Regions from separate parts of the Mus musculus genome. Here region 2 is linked to region 1. A link is a contact called in public Hi-C data. All regions are on one chromosome and are shown on one strand. The core of a region is the stretch at or near the end of the contact, and the rest is flanking DNA. Distances in the headings are between cores, read along the strand shown.

Evidence for each region. A called contact is a pair of places that touch in the nucleus more often than the background predicts.
Region 2: a Hi-C map of the N1E-115 cell line shows a contact between it and region 1, with 2.3 times the contacts expected there. The contact joins two enhancer-like sites. A contact is called at or near these places in 1 of 39 promoter capture datasets (3T3-L1-derived adipocytes), 4 of 484 Hi-C or Micro-C datasets (the N1E-115 cell line, cerebellar granule neurons, nephron progenitors and 1 more) and 1 of 9 other capture datasets (embryonic stem cells).

Annotation. Positions count from the first base shown.
Region 1 is chr3:103,418,552-103,421,251 of GRCm38.p6, forward strand. No RefSeq gene overlaps it. Among named protein-coding and RNA genes, the nearest start is that of Gm25869, 7.5 kb to the right of the region's middle. Within about 2 kb of position 1,355, at least 78 of the 459 cell types and tissues checked have an H3K27ac peak or open chromatin away from gene starts, as enhancers often do. A contact at or near this core is called in the N1E-115 cell line, where this site is marked.
Region 2 is chr3:103,515,290-103,517,989 of GRCm38.p6, forward strand. All of the region lies in intron 1 of Gm34049 (a long non-coding RNA gene), which reads left to right. Among named protein-coding and RNA genes, the nearest start is that of Gm34049, 15 kb to the left of the region's middle. Within about 2 kb of position 1,297, at least 4 of the 459 cell types and tissues checked have an H3K27ac peak or open chromatin away from gene starts, as enhancers often do. A contact at or near this core is called in the N1E-115 cell line, where this site is marked.

The DNA.
Region 1 (2,700 bases), core at 105-2,604:
TTTAAATGGGTACCAAAGTGTGTGTGTGTGTGTGTGTGTGTGTGTGTGTGTGTGTGTGTGTGTGTGTGTAGGTCAGAGGGCAGTATTTAGAGGCCATTATCTCCTTCCATCACTGTGGGTCATGGAGATGGGACTCCGGGTTATCTGGCTTGGTGGGGGTGCCTTTACTATTTAGTTATGTCTCTGACTCAGGATGAAATTTTTAAAAGTTACTTTTAATACTTTTCGATTTTGCTTACATATCTTGTTTTGTTTTGTTTTGTTTTGTTTTGTTTTGTTTTGTTGATTTTTTGAGACAGGGTTTTTCTGCATAGCCCTGGCTGTCCTGGAACTCACTCTGTAGACCAGGCTTGCCTCTGCCTTCCAAGTGCTGGGACTAAAGGCGTGCGCTACCACACCTGGCTTGCTTACATATCTTACATGTAGCATTTCTAAGACCAATGAAGTCATTGATTTTTATTAAAAATTGGAAGGAAATTGTTGGAAAAAAATTGTCTCTGTAGAGAGCCAACACTCAGAAGTCAGTGGGTTGGAAGTGACCTGGGGAACTACTGAGTGCCACTTTATGATGTGAGGAAGAAGAGGAGACCCAAGCAGTGACTTGCACAGACTCCCTATTCAGTCCCTGGAAAAGGAAAGCCATCAGTTATTAGTAGTCAATGACTGGTCCATCATCTCTTCTCTGGAGTGTGGTAGGAGGACTTACTGAGTTCTATTGTCCTGCTGTTCTCAAAATGTAAAAGACTGAATTGGCCCTACCTTCTCTAGCACCTGGGAGCCCTAACTGTGTTCAAGACAGGAAGGACAGAACAATGGAATCATGAGCCTGGCTTCTGGGCACCTTAGCAAAGTGAGAAAGGTTTCTTCTGACCCTTTACGTTTAAGTTCCTTGCCTGGATGTCTCCCTTCTTCCTGACCTAACCAGAGAAGCCGCGTGTCTGTAACACAAGAGCCCTTTGACAAACAGAAGGATGTTTCCAGAGGAAGGACCCAAGAGTCCTCTTGAAAATGGAGTCTCTAAGGCGGCTGCTGTGCTCTGGAGAGAGAGCGATCAGCTCTGGAGGCTTTAAGTTGCCCTCCAGGTTGCAGATCGCCCCATCTCTTCCTAATCATAGAAAGAATTTCTTGTTGGATTTTTTTCAAGTGATTTTCTGGGAGTCATCAAAATGGCTGGGAGTCCTGCTGTAGTTAGGGAGGTCTGTCACAGGACTTTGTCAGTTGCTAGAACTCTGGAGGAGGAGGTCTCCTGGGTCTGGTCTGCCTGCCTTTGTGTGGTGACTTCTCCCTGACCTCTCTGTGTGTGATCTCTGCCAGACCCGCTAGCGCAGAGCTCCTTTTCAGTAACTCTTCCCTGACATTGTGCTGAGCCCACTGTTTCCCAGCATTCAGTGGCTCTCTGGTGACCTTAATGGGAAGGGAGCCAGCCTCCGGCAAATCTCTTTTTTTGACAATAGAGAAACATGACTGGGAAGCAGGCAATAAATACAGATCCAGGGCAGCAAAGATGGAAACCTGCTGTTTTGTCCAGCTGCATCAAGGCATAGAATCATGCAGGAATCTGTCTTGTCTGATTTGACCTGCTCATGTTCCTGCATGCATTCTTGCTTTCTCAGCTGCCAGCAGAGGGCTGGAGAGGTTTGTCTGTAATCCATCTAGCCCTTCCTGTCTCTTCAACATACCACAGATGACTTCAGGAGTTAACAAGCTGCCATTAAAGTCATGTCTCACTCAGGATATGTTTGAGGGTATGGCAAAGAAACACAACCAGGCAGGGTTTGAACTGTTTAGGAAACAATGTATCCTTTACTGACACTCCAGACTCTTTAATTGACTACATCCTATGTACCAGGTACTGTATTCAGTTCAGGGCAGCAGAGTAAGGGGGTGTGGAGATATTGCATGTAGGGAAGTCTCAGGGGTTCTGAATAGCTACAGTAAGGGATAACATATGGCTCCCATTGTTTTTGGGGGGAGAGTGAGAGAGAGAGAGAGAGAGAGAGAGAGAGAGAGAGAGAGAAGATAAAAATATGTTGGCTCATGCAGTTCGATTCTTAATGAAAAAGATGGAAAAGCAAACAATGTGCTCAAAGCTGGGTGCTGTGAAGACAGAATGTGGGAGCTGAATCAGCGAGGAGAATGGAGGCAGTGGAAGTTGAGGTCAGGTCAAGGAGGATTCTCTGAACAGGGGAAGCTGGGACTCAGGATGAATGGTGGTGAGCCCTCCAACCCCTGCAGTTAACAGTGGATGAAAGCAGACTCCAGACAGGGCCAGCAGGATATGCAAATGCTTGCAGGCACGAGGGAAATTATGAATACATTGTATTGATGGGAGAAGGAGCCAGCACTGTGTGTCTCTGTGTGTGTCCCCGCTAGCGTGCATGTGTAAAGTAGGGTGTCTAGGGAAACAGAAATGAAGTAAGATTGACATTTCTACCCTGGGCTTCAGGGGACACTGTGAATCCAGTAGGACTGGAAACCGCTCCAAGCACTCAGATCTTAGCTGACCCAAAGGAAAGTCTGCCCGCTATTTAAGGCAACACCCCATTTCCAGGACGCAGACCGCTCCCTGGAGAGATGCCCACTCACATCCGAGCTTACAGATCTCGCTGAAAAGCCCTTGCGTGGCTTTCACACAATCAAGATCTCTGTTTATAAAGAAGGAACCATCTTCAGGGCCCACAGACGGCTTCCCCATTTTCC
Region 2 (2,700 bases), core at 47-2,546, 97 kb after region 1:
CCCAACTCCAGGGAATGAAACCATTGCACGGCCAGCGCATTTAAAGCAACATTTCTCCCCAAAACATTTTTTAAAATTCATTTTGCTTGTTGAGAACAAGCGTGTCCATTTTTTTATTATTATTCAGGACATTGGGGACCCCCTGAACAGAAGCTGTAGCCAGAAGGGAAAATGCTCTTGCCAATTTATAGGAAAAAGAAAAACTCCCTTTCAGCCAGCATATTGTGTTAGAAGTGCCTTCATTCCTAGTATGCCCCATTATACATGTGTGCACACTTACCATGGACACTTTCTTTGCACACTTACCATGCACACTTACCATGCACACCTACCATCCCCACCCATCCCCATTCTCTTGCCACACACATTTGTACTACCCCTCAGACACATGTTTAAACACACACCCCAACCCTGTTGAACATAGCACATACAACTATGTGTACAACATAAACACATGTCTTTACTATATTACATATCCTATTACACACCTGTACACTACTACCATTTGTCCCCACATGCATGCCATCTATGCATGCAAACTGTGCATCCACATATGCTCACACACAAGACACAACTGACCTACGCAGCAGGTCAAATCATGTCGCATGGCGTCATTCCCTGCCACCACTATCATCGTCATACCTAAAGCAACACCCCCCCCCCCCTAAATCCCAGCTTTCACGTTTGAGCTTTTAAAACATGTTTATGTGACTTATGCACAGGTCAAAGACCCACGTGTTGGTTGCCCTGACCACACTTCCTGGGCCAGTAGTCACTGAAGTCGCAGTTGGCATCTGTTTCTGTTGCTGGCTGTGAAGAGGAAAGGAGAGGGTGAGAGCTCTTGGACCAGGGATCTGGGATGGATCAGAGGATTAATTAAAAATTAGCGAGTCATTTAAGAGGCAGAAACTGGAGTCCAGAGCAGGCTTTGGGCTGAGAGCATCTCCCTGCTTGCTCGTTAATATGGCACAAGGAACTTGCAATCTGGATGAGAGGGCAGATGGTCAGGGTTAGACATTAAGAACCTGGAAGCATCCACCCATCTCATTCTCCTCCACATTCCTCATTTAAAGATAAAGAGATTTAAAATGTGGAATCTTGGAAGTCGGAAGGACAAGGAAACCTCACCACACGGTTCCAATTAGAAAGCAAATCTAATCACCCCTGACCATCAGCGCATTATCTCTGCTAACATTTTTTGCGACACACTGCTTCCCCATCCCCAGCCCTCCTTCAGATGCTTTCCCCTCTTCCGCCTAGCCAGGGTATTCTCAGAGAGCAAGGGCTATTTTTACTCCCTCATTTGGAAAAACATCATTTAGAAAGCGGATCTGTAGCAAACTGCCCCAGTAAGGTGGCCCAGGCTGAGGCTAAATGACTCCCAGGTGTCTGTGCATGGCATTATCTGTGCCACCTGTCCTTTCTGTTAGTTTAGATGGCAGAGAAGTATCCCCTCTTGACCAGAGGTGTCAATCTTGAGTCTCTCCAACTGAGCAAGTGATGTGAACCACCGGGTCGTTTGCGAATGGCAGTACAGGTTGAAGGTGGCTGTGGTTAATCAGGTGCCATAACACTAGTCTTATAGTCTGAATCCTGGATGCACCCCTGGGCCTCAGACCCCGAGCTCAAAGGTTCTCACTGTAAAACCTGACACCAGGAGTCATTTTCATGGTGTTGGTCAGGAGAACCAATGGGAGAACCCTCTGGCTGGCAAGGCTGAGATGCAAGGTTGCCGCTTTTGTTTCTGGAAATACCTGCAGGCTTAGGCCAACACCACAGAGGGTCTCTCACCCTGATAGTACCTTACAGGAGGGAATGATGAAAGAGAGTTTAGCATCATCATTTCAGAGTTGAACTGTGGTCCAAGATCAGCAGGATGTCCCACAGTTTCACGCTACCTGTTCCCAGCCTCTGTGCCACAGGGTCATCAGAGCGAGTGACAATGTGATAATTGTGTCCTTGCCTCTCCTTAGTTTCACTAATAAAACCCCTTTTATCTGTGTCAACTTGTTCACCCATTTGGAACAAGGACTCTCTTCTAATTGGCAAGTCATCGCCAGAGTAATAATACCTGTTATTACCGCCCCATCTCTCAGGCAATAGTAAGTTATTATTATGTGCTTGGATAAAAATGCCCACACTGTTATTTGGAAGACCAGATTAAACAGAGCAATACAGTCTCAAGCAATAATAATGACATCTTGCTTTTCCACGGTGCATTGATTTTTCAAGTACATAGTATGTCAGCAGGCTATTCCCTGACTTCCTTGGGCCAAGAAATCCTGGCATTGTGCCTTTTGTTCTGTTTGGAACTCGAAGTTTTCAGTTCCCATGGATCTTTAGAAGTCTCTGTGCAGAGACTTCATCTGCAGGGTTTGGTGACAGCTGTGTCAGACCAAGACAGGCCTGGTTGGAATGAAGTGGGGTCTGTTTTTCTGCAAACATGTAGCTCTGACCCCAAAGAGGCAGCTTCTTTATTATGACCATTTATTATTTACAAAGCGCCGCAGGTGTACATGACATTTTATGAGACACAAAGACAAGGTCCCTGCCCCGTGGACTGAAAGGTTTCATCCACCATTTCATCTGTCTGAGCTGAGCTGTGGGGAGGCAAGACAGGCAGGTAGGGCTGAAGCCCCGAGTGCTGTCTGGGGCAGCTGACTGGAAGGAAAGCTTTCTAATGAGGGATTTTAAATGCAG